4 separate regions of the Mus musculus genome follow, and all the other regions are linked to region 1. The links are chromatin contacts, called in public HiChIP or PLAC-seq maps. All regions are on one chromosome and are shown on one strand. Each heading gives the region's core, a stretch centred on a gene start, on an enhancer-like site or on the middle of the called end of the contact. The rest is flanking DNA. Distances are from core to core; before and after follow the strand shown. Region 1 holds the start of Ascl1 (achaete-scute family bHLH transcription factor 1). Region 2 holds the start of Dram1 (DNA-damage regulated autophagy modulator 1). Region 3 overlaps Dram1 (DNA-damage regulated autophagy modulator 1). Region 4 has its middle 34 kb from the start of Gm51779.

Evidence for each region. HiChIP or PLAC-seq counts read pairs in DNA pulled down with a chosen protein or histone mark.
Region 2: a contact with region 1 is called in an H3K4me3 HiChIP or PLAC-seq map of stem cell-derived neural progenitor cells, with 6 times the contacts expected there. The contact joins the promoter of Dram1 here to the promoter of Ascl1 in region 1. A contact is called at or near these places in 5 of 115 datasets of contacts at active chromatin or transcription factors (embryonic limb bud, embryonic stem cells, forebrain and 1 more).
Region 3: a contact with region 1 is called in an H3K4me3 HiChIP or PLAC-seq map of embryonic stem cells, with 9 times the contacts expected there. The contact joins the enhancer-like site here to the promoter of Ascl1 in region 1. A contact is called at or near these places in 3 of 39 promoter capture datasets (embryonic stem cells, hippocampal neurons and liver), 2 of 15 datasets of contacts at CTCF or cohesin (hippocampal excitatory neurons and stem cell-derived epiblast-like cells), 11 of 484 Hi-C or Micro-C datasets (the AML12 cell line, LSK cells, the N1E-115 cell line and 6 more), 10 of 115 datasets of contacts at active chromatin or transcription factors (SST interneurons, embryonic basal ganglia, embryonic forebrain and 6 more) and 3 of 9 other capture datasets (embryonic stem cells, embryonic tail and embryonic trunk).
Region 4: a contact with region 1 is called in an H3K4me3 HiChIP or PLAC-seq map of craniofacial prominence, with 7 times the contacts expected there. The contact joins the enhancer-like site here to the promoter of Ascl1 in region 1. A contact is called at or near these places in 1 of 39 promoter capture datasets (embryonic stem cells), 1 of 484 Hi-C or Micro-C datasets (the AML12 cell line), 6 of 115 datasets of contacts at active chromatin or transcription factors (VIP interneurons, craniofacial prominence, embryonic basal ganglia and 3 more) and 1 of 9 other capture datasets (embryonic trunk).

The regions. Positions count from the first base shown.
Region 1 is chr10:87,492,088-87,495,737 of GRCm38.p6, forward strand. Ascl1 (achaete-scute family bHLH transcription factor 1) reads right to left here and starts at 1,573. Exons shown (of 2, transcript NM_008553.5): 1 at 266-1,573. The coding sequence starts at 1,001. The coding sequence ends at 306.
Region 2 is chr10:88,355,494-88,359,143 of GRCm38.p6, forward strand. It overlaps Dram1 (DNA-damage regulated autophagy modulator 1), which reads right to left and starts at 1,582. Exons shown (of 7, transcript NM_027878.2): 1 at 1,299-1,582. The coding sequence starts at 1,429.
Region 3 is chr10:88,325,271-88,328,920 of GRCm38.p6, forward strand. It overlaps Dram1 (DNA-damage regulated autophagy modulator 1), which reads right to left. Exons shown (of 7, transcript NM_027878.2): 6 at 64-156. Among named protein-coding and RNA genes, the nearest start is that of Gm51779, 9.7 kb to the right of the region's middle. Within about 2 kb of position 2,096, at least 25 of the 459 cell types and tissues checked have an H3K27ac peak or open chromatin away from gene starts, as enhancers often do. A contact at or near this core is called in hippocampal neurons, where this site is marked.
Region 4 is chr10:88,300,821-88,304,470 of GRCm38.p6, forward strand. It overlaps a transcript of Washc3 not described here. Among named protein-coding and RNA genes, the nearest start is that of Gm51779, 34 kb to the right of the region's middle. Within about 2 kb of position 1,726, at least 39 of the 459 cell types and tissues checked have an H3K27ac peak or open chromatin away from gene starts, as enhancers often do. A contact at or near this core is called in craniofacial prominence, where this site is marked.

The sequences.
Region 1 (3,650 bases), core at 323-2,822:
CAAAGTCCCAGGACTCAATACGCAGGGTCTCTATGCCTCACCTCGACCTTCTGCTCTTGGAAACTTGGGCAAAGCCACTCTCAGGGGCCAAGACTGAAGTTAACACACTAGCACTTGAGATGGACAAACTAACAACATAGTAACCTCCTCTCACCCCTGGGTTCCTGGAGACAGCCCCTACCTTCCGTGAACTCCCCCCTCCACACCGAAAAAGAAAAAGGGACCTAGTCAAGAAAGGCTCTGCCCATCCCCACATGAAGCGTACCTGCTTCCAAAGTCCATTCCCAGGAGAGCCTGGCAGGTCCTCAGAACCAGTTGGTAAAGTCCAGCAGCTCTTGTTCCTCTGGGCTAAGAGGGTCGTAGGATCCCTCGTCGGAGGAGTAGGACGAGACCGGAGAACCCGCCATAGAGTTCAAGTCGTTGGAGTAGTTGGGGGAGATGGTGGGCGACAGGACGCCCGCCTGAAAGGCAGCGCTCACCGCGTCGTGCTCGTCCAGCAGCTGCTGCAGCGCGCGGATGTACTCGACCGCCGAGCGCAGCGTCTCCACCTTGCTCATCTTCTTGTTGGCCGCGCCGTTGGGGACATGCTCCCGGAGGGTGGCAAAACCCAGGTTGACCAACTTGACCCGGTTGCGCTCGCGCTCGTTGCGGCGCGCCACGGCGGCCGGCTGCTGCTGTGGCAGGCTGTAGCCGAAGCCGCTGAAGTTGAGCCGGCGTTTGCAGCGCATCAGTTCCGGAGAGGACGAGCGCTGGCGCTTGACCTGCTTGGCCGCTGACTTGTGACCGCCCCCTGAGGGCTGGCTGTCGGCCACCGGGCTCAGCTGCGGCGCCTGCTGCGGCGGCGCCTGCGGCTGTTGCTGCTGCGCGCTCTGAGCTGCCGCGGCCGCCGCCGCTGCCGCCGCCGCCGCGGTCGCAAAGAAGCAGGCTGCGGGAGGCAGGAAGGGCTGCGGGGGCTGCGGCTGCTGGCCGGCTCCACTCTCCATCTTGCCAGAGCTCTCCATGCCGGGCCAAACTGTCGCGGGGGAGAACGAGTTGGGGACGCAGGGTGCGCAGAGCCCTTGAAGGAAGCGGGGCTGCGAAGCACGATCAAAGGGGGACGAAGAAAAAGGAGAGGGGAGAAACGAGCCCCGGAGGAAAGTTAAAGGGGAAGAAACGCGCAGAAGGAGGCAGAGTTGTCAGGCTGCAGCGGAGGAAGGTGCCTGGGCGATCGTCTTCCCTCTGCGCCGCCTCCTCCCTCCCCTCCTCCCGCCGCGGTTGGCTTCGGGAGCCTCGCGTGGCGCTCGCGTGTGCGGCCGCCGCCGGCGCCTTCTCGGTTTTAAAAGAGGAAAGGGAAAAGGAAAGCAGCCGCAAAAGTCAGTGCCGAGCGCACTCTGCCAGGTGGAGCTGCTCCGGGGCTGCGCTTTCTTGCGCCCGCTCTCCCTTGCTCCAGCCTGGGCTTGAGCCTGCTTCTGGGATTATTTGGTTGAACCCCCTTTCTTTCTAATTGCTCTCTCGTTCCCCCCAATTCGCCCTCCCTAACCGGCTCCCAGCCGGTACGCCTTCCACGTTCCCTGGCCAGAAGTGAGAGACTGCTGGGCGGCTGCGGTGCGGCCGCCTTTTCAATGGGACACCCAGCCCCACGCGCAGCCCTGGCCCCGCCTCGCCCCCCACTCCCCGCTGCTGCAGCGAGCGGCTGCAGCCCCCACTACCCCTCCTCTTCCCCCACCTCCTCAGCTCCCTCCCTCTCGCCCCCCCCCCCTCCAGTTGCCCGCGCCCGCTCCTTGCAAACTCTCCATTCAGCCTGGTTTGTTGTTGCAGTGCGTGCGCCCGGCGCGTGCCGGACTCCCGGCTGAATAAACAGGCCGCGCGCTCGGGGCGGTGGCTCCGGGAGCCAGGGGGTGGCTCTAGAAATGGGGGCCTTTTTAAAAAAGGGGGGGGGCAAATAACTCCTGGACTTGGGGTGCCTAGGTGGAAAGTCTGGAGGGAAAAGTGTCTTTGGAGTCTCCTGAGAACTTGGAAGAAAATTCAGGGAAGGGTTTAGGCAGAAAAAGTGGCAAAGGGAACTCTTGGAAGTGGAGGGCTGGGCTTCTGCTTCCCCCCTTTCTTCTCTCCGCAGTAACTCCGGAGGATTCTTTGTGACCCTAAAAAATAAAATGTTTGCCATTAGGTTTAGGAAGGTAGGAGGGGAGAGCGTTTGCACACTAGTGGTCTCTCTGTATGAGAACTTGAGTCCTCTCACTAGCTTTGTGGTCTCAGTAAGTTCTACCCTGTCTGAGCAGCCTTTCCCTCTGCAGCCATATGGGGTTGCCACTGCTGTTCCATTCAGCTTCAAGGATTGGATGTGCTGGGCACAACTCGCTAAGGGTGGGAAGGATAGGGAGTCATGAACAGGATAGGTTGACAGTTCCCTAAGAAGCTGAGGCAGGAGAATAAGTTGGAGGCTAGCTTTTGTGAGACACAGTGGTGTGGGGAAGTGTATGCAGGAAGGCACTCAGGGTTATCTGTTTCTGGCCCTCTATAACAGCCGCCACTCCTCTGAAAGATGCTTGCTAGACGCTATGGGAAAGGAGGGCATTCTGGGATATTTCAGATCTTCTGGAGAAAGAAGCTGTGGGCTGTGTGGAATAAAGAGTGACTGGATTTGAGCTAACTGAAAGTCTTCCCTCCTTGTCCCTCCCTGTCTCAGGCGCCTTGGAGGCCTTGGCGCAGCCTCTATCCCGCCCCAGGCGTGTGCCTGGCGGACCGGTGGCAGGCGACTGGGAGCGGAGCCCGCTGAGGCCGTGTGCTGGCACCGCGAGAGAAGGGGAGGTGCCTGCAGCGGTCACCGGGCTGCTGGGACAGTGCCTGCCCAGGCGCATTCCCGGGCCCTCAGGCTGGCACTCTGTCCGAACCCAGTCCAGCTTAGAAAAGCAAAGCACTGCAGGCAAAGGTCTCAGACTGCTCTGGTGCACCCTGGGGTAGTCTCTGGTCGGGTCTACACAGGCAGAACTAGGCGGAGGGCACTCTTCTGGTAGTTTTGTCCAGAAGTCACCAGGTCTGATCAAGGACTGGAGTTCAGTAATGATTATGGTGAAGTACTAGGATAATGGCTTCTAGTTATTTTATCGTCGTTATTATTATTTTAATCATGATCGGAGCCATTTTTAAGTGTCTCATTGCATAGCCTAAGCTGGCCTCTTGACAATCTTCCAACCTTAGCCTCCCCAGTACGGAAAATATGAGCATTGGTCACCACTTCTGGCTGGGAGAATTGCTCTAGCTGAGTTTCTTTTTGTGGAGATGGGTCATTCTAAAGGGTCCACAAGGATGACCCAGAGAGATGACCTAGACATGAGAGTATTTAAGAGTATTCTTAGAGTAATAGTGGTACTTCCTAAGTGGCTCAGACACACGTTGCCTTGGCTTTCTCTTGGTAGGAGAATAGGTTTGGGGAGCACTGGATGTAGCCAGGCCAATTCTGTGATTTCCCCCTAGCCCCTCCCCCCCCCCCCCCCGCACAGCTGGTAGGCTCTAGCATAGCTAGCTTACTGACCTCCGGAAGTCTGTTTCCTTACCTGCCCCACAGCTCCCCACACTCCCCACAGAAGCAGAGACTGTGGAATGAGGCTGGATCCATGACGTCATCCTCAAACATCCATGTAGGACCCAAGTTGTGAGAGAGTGTAGTGTGT
Region 2 (3,650 bases), core at 332-2,831, 860 kb after region 1:
TAAAGTCTTCCTCAAAGGACACAGATACCCAGATACCCGTCATTTAACATGGAAATGTTAAAGAGGATCAAGCTGTTGTGAGGCTATGCCAGTACCTGGCAAATACAGAAGTGGATGCTCACAGTCACCTATTTGATGGAACACAGGGCCCCTAATGAAGGAGCTAGAGAAGAACCCAAGGAGCTGAATGGGTCTGCAACCCTATAGGTGGAACAACAATATGAACTAATCAGTACCTCCCCTACCAGAGCCGTGTCTCTAGTTGTATATGTAGCAGAGGATGACCTAGTCGGCCATCAATGGGAGGAGAGGGCCTTTCTTTTGAAGATCATATGCCCCAGTACAGGGGAATGCCAGGGCTAAGCAGCAGGAGTGGGTGGGTTGGGGAGCAGGGTGGGGGGAGGGTATAGGGGACTTTGGGGATAGGGTTTGAAATGTAAATGAAGAAAATATCTAATAAACAAAAAAGGAGGATCAAGCTGTTGTCCCAGCTGTGGATAAAGGACCCTCAGGAAAGACGGAGACTAAGTAGGAAACAAAGTAATAAATAAGGGCAAGAAACTTCACAGGTTTTGACAACTTGAGGACTCTGACTTTAGAGGCACCAGGTCCAGAGGAGTATGAGGCAGGTCCATCCTAAAGGTGCTGCTGTTGGCACAAGGGGTCCAGGGTTGCTTTTACGCCAATGACCTACTGGTGTATCTCCACCAGTTTAAACCTCCATTTTCTTTCATGGAAAAGAAATTTTAGCTGTTAGAAATGAGCCCCCTGTGGTGGTGAAGACTTTTAAATCCCAGCACTAGAGAAGCAGAAGAAGGTAGACTTGTGTATACCACCCTAGACTTCAGGCCAACCTGGGCTACATAGGGAGATCCAGTCTCAGAGACAGAGAGGGGGAGAGGGAGGGAGGGGAGGAGCCAGGAGTTGTTGGGAAGAGAAATAAGTGAGCGGTTTGCCACATGCCTGGATCTACTTACAATAAATGGTATCTTAGGAACTCTCCTTGTCTGAGTGTCACCAAAGAAGGCTCTCCCCAAGATTTTATCCCATACCCCAGGTCTAAAGGTGCCACCAGCTGTCTAGCTGTCTGCTTGATGCGCGGCTCTGAGCACTGTTTCTCATTAAAGGCAGAACCCACACGTGCTTCCTGACTCTCTAAACTTGCCCGGGGATCCCAGAGATTATCTTGTCACACCTTTCCACTACCTCAAGAATTTCCACTACCCATGCCTGGCTTGCACGCCTTCCCTCCCTCTCAGCTCACCTGGTCCCTCCCTCACGCTCCTCTTGCCCCTCACCTGATATAGGGGAGAAAGGGGTTGACGTGCCCAGAGAGCACCGCGACCACGTAGGAGATGATGAAGGCTGCGGACGACCAAGTCACCAGGAGGAAGGGGACGAAAGCCATTCCCCTGAGGAAGCACAGCATCGCGGTGAGAGGGCGCTGAGCTCGTCGGACCAAGAAGCTGGCTTGCTGCGGACTGCCTGGAGGCGGTGGCCAAGACACAGACAGCTAACGGCGCGGCGGGACAGAGACTCCGGGACGGCCGGGACAGGCCCAGCCCCGGAGGGAGGGAAGCGCTCAGAGACCCGAGGGCGGAGGGCGGACGGGCAGCCGGGTGGGTGGGGCGCGGGCGGTCCTGGCTTGTTGCGAAACCGGTGAAGTCACAAAGCGGCAGCCTGGTCCCGCGGAGCTAGAGCGCGCAGCCACCTCCCCGCCCACGCCACGCCACGCGGGACCGCTCGGCTTCCTTTCGCTTTTGCTTGATACAGCGACGGGTGGGTGCGGCGGGAGACGCGGGACCCCGCGAGGCTGGCCAGCTCTTGGGCAAGTCCCGCCAAACTGGCTGGATTCCCAGCTCCTCCTTCCCTTGGGGGTTTTTCCTCTGAGCCTCTCTCTCCAGCACCCACTGAGCTTCCTTCCAGAGCCTTGGCCACCAGTGATGCGCACCCCATCGGGTCCCGCTATGGGTTCTGGGGTTCAGGCAAAGGGGCTCAGTGGTGTTTGGGCCACTGGGCATGGACGTCACATACACCTTTGTGATAAGCAGCGGGAAAGCCAAATCGCATAGTAACCAGGCCTGATAGCACAAGTCTGTCATCCCTGCTGCCTGGCTACTAAGGAGGCTGAAGCAGGAGGATCACAAGTTCAAGGTCTGAATTCGCAGCTTAGTGAGCCGCCCTCTAAAGAGCTGGAAATTTAGCCCAATGGTAGAGCACTTGCCTAGAATGGACAAAGGATCTAATTCAGGCAAGTGACAGAAAGGGTTGGATCCAGCCCTGGCCCACCCACCAAAAGCTACTTGGAGTATATATCTGTTCCCACCAATTCTACTTGGAGTATTTATTTCCTAGCAGCAAGACAAGATGACTTGATCCATTTCAGATCCACCCAGCCAGACACCACCTAAACCAAACCAATTGGTGTTCCTGAAGCACTGGCCAGCTCTGCGGGTCTGAGCTATAGTTTGGGAATTCTGAGCCCACTTTTGGCCATAGATGACCTAATACAGGTTCATCTCAGCCACATAAATGTGCCTTGTGTGCCATACCATGCTAGGGAATAGCCTACAGGGATTGTGAGTTCCTGTCCTGACTTCCTTTGGTGATGAACAGCAATGTGGAAGTGTAAGCTGAGTAAACCCTTTCCTCCCCAACCTGCTTCTTGGTCATGATGTTTGTGCAGGAATACAAACCCTGACTAAGATACAAGGTAAAGCTGTATACCCAAAGACAAATGCAGACTACTTAAGGGATTTTTGTTAATTACAATGAATATGCTAATTTTGAGGAAAGCCAGCATAATGATGATTCATTTCAATTGCCAACTTAATGATATTAGGAGATACCTAGAATATTAATGTAACACACCATGGATGTGTCTCTGAAGGCATTTCCCAAAAAGGCTTAACTTCAAGCAAGCAGCACCATCCCATGGGCTCTGAGTGAATAAAAAGGAGAGGAAGAGAAAGCCAGGGGAACATTTTCTCCCTCCCTCGGTGCTTCAGATCAAGTTGGTCTACTGTGTGACTTGCCTGCCATGGTGGGCCGAATTCCTGTGAACTGTGAGCCAAAATAAGTCCTTCCACCTTTAAGCAGCCTTTTCTTAGGTAATTAGTCACAGCAAGGACAGTAATGACTGCAAGTGTGTATGGGGACTGACAACCAAAGGCTGCTGGTGCCAGAAAGCAAAGAGGCAATTAAATCCAAGGCAACACCAAAATCAATCTATTTAGACTTGCCAACAAAAGCATGTCTTGGGTTTCAGGAAATTAGATCATATCGGTCACAATGGAAGACGGAAGGGTTGAACTGCTATGCTATGCAAAAGCCTGCAGCCAACTTTAGGTACCTGGGCTTTCTCTTTCTCCCACTTCTCTATAGGTTTACATATTTATATTGTGTGTGCACACATGATAGCTTGTGCTCAGGCCATGGTATGTGCGTGAAGGTCAGGGCTACTTAGAAAAGCCGAGTCTCTCTTTCTACCATGTGGGTATGCGGATTCTGGGGAATCAAACGTAGAACATCAGGCTTAGCCACAGAGCTCTCTTGCTGGTCCCCAACCAGGACTTTCTCAAAATCTATTCACATGTCAAACATTAGCTAAGAGACGCAGGTTCAAAGGTCTTCATCGGCCTTTGTAGAGA
Region 3 (3,650 bases), core at 846-3,345, 830 kb after region 1:
TAAATTTTCACTAATCCTAATCACCAGGGATTCCTATAACATTTGAATTGATTAAGTCCTTACCTGGAAATCTTGGATGAATGTTAGGAAATAGAAAATAAAACCAAAAGCCACGGTCCACTCACAGATGGCGCTCACCACGTGATATATATAATCCTAATAGCAACAGTAAAGATACAGGAGTTAGTCAAAACGACCTCATCGGAGCAACATCACCTGGAATACGAGATAATCAGACCAGAAGACAAAACTGTCCAATGAACACAAACTGTAACCTTGAGGGAATCTCAGATGCAAATCCTTGCAGCCCAGAGGTCAGAGACTAAGTCAGCGGTTGATAGGAATTCAAGCAGTGCCAAAGTTCTCTATAGCTCTCACTTCTAGTTTGAAGACTTGAGCTACAGGGAACTTCAAAAGGAAAATTAAGGACCACACAATGACTGAGACCACAAGGTAAATTTGGACCGCAGTGAAGAAAGGGTTTGGTTTTGTTTCCCTGCCCTGGGAACTCCATAGTTGAAGGAGTCGCTGAAGTGTCTAGAGGGTACTCCCTCCCAGGGATCGTCCTAGAATGAACGTGTGCACACCCATAAGACCAGCTTGGCACCCCGATAGGTTTTTATGCCTCTCTGTTACTGTGGGTATTGATTCTGCAGAGTGCTGATTCGCACAATAAGGCAAATACAGCAGCAGAGCAAATGCCAGAAGCAAGAGACCCATCATGCTTCCGATGGCTCTGGAGACAAAGGATGCCAGGAGCCAGCCGCGTCTGGAGTTGAGAAACGATGAAGCAGGTGGAGGTTGAGCTAGACAAGGTCAAAGCCCATGTTTTATCAGCTGATTCCATTTCTCTTGATTTTATTTAATTTGAAATTTATTTATTTATTTATTTATTTATTTATTTATTTATTTCCGTGGCGTTGGGGATTGAACCCAGGGCCTTGCATAAGCGAGGAAAGTGTTCTAGCACTGAACTACACTTCTAGCCGACATACTTCATCTTCACAAAATAGGAAAATAATATGTCAATGCTGTTTCAGAAGTAAAAAAGGCCCCCATATATGCATGAGTATCCCTCTGTCTGTCTACCTGTCTGTCTGTGTGTGTGTGTGTCCCCTTCCCTCCCATCTCCTTTTCTGCATGTGTGCATGCATGTATATATGTATGTATGTACGTATGTATGTTCATCTGCTTTTTAAAACACTATAATTTACTTAAAAGCACTCTCTAAGTATTTCTTTACCCTCATCTGCATTCTGATCTGCTTATATGCCTAGTCTGTAGACACTTGGTCTGAGGCCCGTGCTGTCAAGTAAACAAGTCAGTTCTAGGACGATGGCCCTTTTCTTCGACCTTCTGCTCGTCCACAGATTTAATGGATGACGTCAGACTCTGCTCTACAGATGTTCACCTCCAACTATTGTTCTCACCCAGGGTCACAACTGAGGAGAGCACGGCCAGTCCGATCAAGGACAGAGACCAGCGCCCACTAATTGTTGGTGCCAGCAGCAGTCATACCCTACCCCACCCAGATCATTCCTGGACAATGAAGATGGCTTACAAAAAGGAGCAATAGAGCCAGTTCAGAGGTTAAGAGCACCTTCTGCCCTTGCAGAGGACAGGGCTTGTTTCCCAGGACCCACATAGTGGCTCACGAGTGTCTGCACCTCCGGTTCCAGGGGATCCCAACCCTCTTCTGCCTCCAACCGAGAGCACCAAGCAAGCACATGGCGTGAATGCTTACATGAAGGCAACACACACTCACATACACATAACACAAATATTCAAAGACTATGTAAGGGTAAGCATGGCAGATGGCTCATTATGTTTAAGGCCCTGCGGCCAAACCTGATAGCCTGAGCCACATGATACAGAGGGCATGGAATCAGAGTCCCAACTTCTCTAGTCTGTGTATAAATGCAGAATTAGCTATATGAATGGCAAAGAGTTACAATCCTCACCCTCCCCTTCAGGCATGCTGATACAAAGGGTATAATATAAAGAAAGCTTAATATACTACATGGAATTCAGGTCAGTGCCTAACTACTACTCTCCGCAGCCATTGGTACTGGAAACAGAAGGCAGCATTGGAGGGCTTCAGTAAAGAGAAAACCAGATACTAGATACTTCGATGCTCTTTTTGTTAAGGCCAAGTTCTCTACATGGCCCAGGCTGGTCCTAAAGTCATGCTCCTTCTGCCTTGGCCTTTGGAGTTCTGGGATCGTAAACATGAGCCACCCGCCCTACCCTGCTCCTTTTTACAATTTCAGATAGAAAATGGACGAAGCTAACGGATTTTCAGCATGCTAAACCCTGGATTGCACTTTATTTGTGGTGAAACACTGTCACCTAGTGGCTGAGAATTGAAGTACACCCAGACTCACTCTATCCATGTCAGTCTCCTTGACCAGAGGAGAGAGCATCCTTCAGGCAGGGCACTGTGACCTTTTGACAAGCTAGTTAAAACACTTTTAGAAATCCTAGCCAGAGAATTCTTTCCTTCAGCATTATCCCCGTAGCTGTCTTGATGGCTTCCATTGAGAACCTTGGGTGCTTTTTGAAAACTCCTGCACTAATCACACGGTTCCTCTGCCCATCAATGCACCCACACCCTTCCTCTCACCTCTTAGCGTTAGCCTATCACCCAACATTTTTCTGAAACTTTTTTTTTTTTTGAAAAAACACTTTCTTTCTGCTTAAATCCAGGACCCTTGTTCCTCGAACTGCTCAGCTATGTCCGCCAAGAACAACTATTTCCCTTTTTAAAAAATGTCCTTCTCTTGGTCTCTGGGATAGATACCATGCCCTAACCTGAGGTGGGAATTAACTATTGCTTCTGTGGTTCTACAACACACTATCAGACTTCAATTCATAATCGTTCTTACTTTCAAAGTGTTATGTTTGGCAGAAGACGGCCACTGTTTGCCCATTGAACTCCAGGCCTCCTTGGGGACCCACTTCCCCACAGCTGTGCTTGCTCCTGGACATTCCCATAGACTCAGTTCATGAGAACTGTCTGAGAGCAGCCCAGCACAGTCTGGCTCTTCCATTGGCCCAGTTGTCTTCCTGTTTGTTTCGGTTGAAGACATTCTTCTTGCCCCTTGAAAAGCCCCCTGTTACTCTCTCTCATCTGTCTTGTGTCCCGAGCATCATCTATCCACTCTGGCCACACTGACACATACTAAGGCAGAAGGTGGCTCCCCAAACTGACCAGTTTCCCTGAACACAAGAGATTCAAGAGTCAGGGGGAAAAAAAAAGACCTTTTGCTTTTAAGAGAACCCAAACACCAGGCAGTGGTGGCACACATGCTCAGGTGGTAGAGGCCGGTGGATTGCTGTGAGTTCAAGGTCAACCTGGCTTATACAGTGAGTTCCAGGATAGCCAGCGCTACACAGAGAAGCCCTGTCTGGAAAAAAAAAAAAAACCCAAAGCAACAGCAAATCCCATGTTCCTGCCATTGCACAACTGTCTTGATCATGTCCCTCACTGTGTGTGTGTGTGTGTGTGTGTGTGTGTGTGTGTGTGTAGCTCTGGAGTGCTAGTGTGTAGAACAGCAGCTGCCTTGGATTCATGAAATGCTAATAATGGCCAATTGCACCTGTAACTTTGCTTCCCTGCTGCCTTTTGGAGCTAATTATCACACACACAC
Region 4 (3,650 bases), core at 476-2,975, 810 kb after region 1:
GTTAGACTGTCGTAGATTCCACAACTTAGAAGCTCATGGGCTTGGTGACCTTGCCTCACTTCTCCCCTTCTGTAAAGTGGGAGTGCTAAAGACAGCACGATTACCTTCTATGATGACTAGCAATGAGCTAAAGCATAGAATCCTTAAGATATATAAAGCTCAGTATGTAGTGGGTACTCAATACATGTGGACTTTCTTAACAGCATTTATTTAATATATAAAGATATTCCCCAATGGTGCAAGATAAAAGGCTATTCTCCAAAGTCTGATACTTTTTTTAAACTGCTCCAGTAATAGCGATAGTTATAATAGTAATATCCTTTAAAAAATTGAGCTGGAGATATAACTTAGTGCCAGAGCATGTGCTCAGCATGCACAAGGGCTGTACTGGTTGGTCTTTTTGTCAACTTGACATAGGCTAGAAGCATCTGAGGAGAGGGGGGATCTCGGTTAAGAAAGTTCCTCCATCCGATTGGCCAGTGGACAAGCCTTTGGGGCACATCTTTGATGGATGACTGAAATGAATCACTGTGAGAGGTGCTACCTCTGGGCAGGTGTGTCCTAGGTTATATAAGAGTACAGGCTAGACCAGGTGGTGACTCACGAGCCCTCCTAGTACTCCGGAGGCAGAGACAGGTGGATCTCTATGAGTTTGAGACCAGCCCGCTCTACAGAGCTAGTTTCATGACATTCAGGCTATGCAGAGAAACCCTGTCTTGAAACAGACAAACAAACAAACAAAAGATGCAGGCTAAGCAAGTCCTGGGGTGTGGGGGGGAGATATGGCTTCTGCTACAGTTCCTGCCTCCAGGCCCCTTCCTGGGTTTTCTACGCCGAGTTCCCTAGTGTCAGGACACATAAGCTGAAATATACCTTTCCTACCCAAATTGGTTTTGACCAGGCCTTTACACAGCCATAGAAAGCAAACCAGGACAGGGCCATAGGTTTATTCCCTTGTTACCAGTAAATAAATGCAATTTTTTATGTAGCATTTAGTAACTTTACCTGATTAGTTAAGCATTATTATTGTTGCTGCTTTGAAGCCGAGTCCTATTATACAGTTCAGGCTGGCTGGGAACATGCTATGTAGCCCAGAACATGAACTCATAATCCTTCTGCCTCTCAAGCATTAGGCTTACAGGCACATACCACCATGCCTGGAGAGTTAGGTATTATTACTTTTATTTCATGGAGGAGAAAATTGATACTCAGGGAAGTCAAGCCAAGGATTACACAGTTGCTAGGAGACATTGTTGATATTTAAACACAGATCTTTGGCTTCCAAGTCCCCTACATTTGCCACAAGCTTTCATTTGTTCTTCCATGCAAACCACTGCACCATTGGCTGTATCTCCTTACGTCCTGTCATCCGTGTGCGCATTTGTTCTAAAGGACTAGATTTTTCTATTAGGAAAGAGACATAGAAAATGTGCAAGTCTCTACGTAAGAAATGGTGTTTTCTCATTCCTGGCAAAGCCCTGGCAGGATGAGGCCCTTCGTGTGTTTACATAAAATGTTAGTCCTAGAAAATGCTTTAGAAAGCAGACCCAGCTGAGGCTTGGCTGGAGTGTGAGAGGGGAAGAGGAGCCTTTCTCCATCTTGATTGCTGTCTGTCTAGGTCCCCAGGCTTGATTGGGACTGGTATCCAGGCTAAGCCTGAAAGGGGCTCAAACAAGCCTAGCATCTGGGGTGGGGCCCAGCTTGAAGACAGCGCATGTGTTTTGAATTGGCAATTCTTTTAACAGAAGCAATTTGGAACCCAGTCAGGGAAGCTGCTGCTGGGACTGTTACAGCCATTTTCCGTGTCCCCTGAGGGCAGTGCCTCTGAAGGGACTGCAGTTAGATCCTAGGGAGAACTTGACATTCACAAGTGACTTTGAGAACTTTGCTATTAGTGAAGGCTCTGAAGAAAGACGAGGGCATCGCGCACAAGTGTGTGCTGTGTTACCTGCGGTTGGAACCAGAAAGTGAAAATAGGACCCCTTGATATAATAATAGTTCCCAGCAATGACTCCATCATTTGACAACCTAGTCCAAATCTGAGCTTACGGGTTCAGTAACTGGGGCCAAGTTTCTACTCCACTGTGGTTCTCGGTTTCCTCACCCAGAGCGGAGCGACTGAGGTTGAAGTAAAATATACCCCACTTTATGGAAGGTGTTCGGCGGATACTCATTTCATCTTTTTCTTATGAAGCTTTTCCTAGTCTGTGACTCTATGATTCAGCACTTCCTGGAATTCTAAGGCACCAGTAACTTTCCAAGAGTGTAAACTGTCTCCTCTGTCACGTCCAAGTTCTTCCCAGCATCCCTGCGAGAGGAGCGGGGTAGTGACTGGTCAGAGATCCTCAACTGAGCTCGGTGTTCCGCGTCGGCTTCCTCTTCTGCTCCCATTCGGACAAAGATGAAATTGTCCAAACAAGTTGTTTCACAGGGTAGTGGAGCCCTGGTGGGTGTGATGTGATGCTTCACACCCCTCGCTGCTGGTGAAGATTAACATCTGGAATCTCTGGAACACCCAGGACTAGGTCGATTGTAGTACTGGGAGGTTGCACCCTGTTTAAGAACAGGAGTCAGAACCTCGAGCACTGGAAGGGCTGGTACTGAGCAGCCTCACTTGAGAGCCTTGGTCACTTTCTATATACAAAGAAATGATGCTGTTAACTGAATGTTGAAAATCCTCTAAACTCAAAAGTTCTCTGAACCAGCCATGTACAGACTATCTCTGTGGGAACATAGCCTCTGCCTCTGCCTGTGGGCTACCGTCCAATTCCCATTTATACTTTCTTCTGAGGGCAAGCTTTTAAAAGGCTTTTGTGAAGGAGTCTTCCTAAATGGAACCCTTACATTCAGGGAGTATTGGTTGGGAAGACAGGACATACACAGAAAGAAACCAATAGCCTGCTAAGTATTTCCGAAGGACTTGAATGTTAACTCAGTGGTAGAGACTTTGCCTGTATACACAAGACCCTGAGTTAAGTCCCTAGCACCCAAAAGGGGGAAAGTCACTCCATGAGTTAATTGTGTTTAAGTTGGGCTGCCTTCATTAATATGTGCCACATGACAAAGATGATAAAAAGATATGTATGTCCATTTTGCACCAAAGCCCCTTATAGCCTGCCAGATCATTAAAAGCAGCAAAGTTATAGAACATTAAGGGTTTTTTTTAATTTAAACAAATGTATATTCTAAAGACATCTGTCTCTCCCCTGTATGGATAGCAATATGTAGCCCAGGCTAGACTTGAATTCCCCATCTTCCTGCCTTAGCCTTCTGACTGCCAGGTTTAGAGTCGTGCATACCACACCCTGCGCCCTCCTTTTTAATTTATAATAAAAGAATTTATAAAGAAAAAAATAAGGCCTTCCATGGTCAACCACAGCTGGCTCAAAGTGAGCACAAGCCACTGATATGTAGATGAAAAGTCTTGCTTTATGGGATTCCACCCCCCACCTGATCTCTGAGGATAAGGGCAAAAGATTTCTTTTCTGAATTCTGTCCCTTTCTTCCACCACCACCACCACCACCACCACCCATCCAGAAGAAACAGAAATCCAAAAGGGATAGGAGCAAGTTCTCAGTAGCTTTCCATTCAGTTGAGAAAGGATCTGCTCAAGTGCCCCTGGTTGCCACAGCTCCAGCCTGGCCCTTCC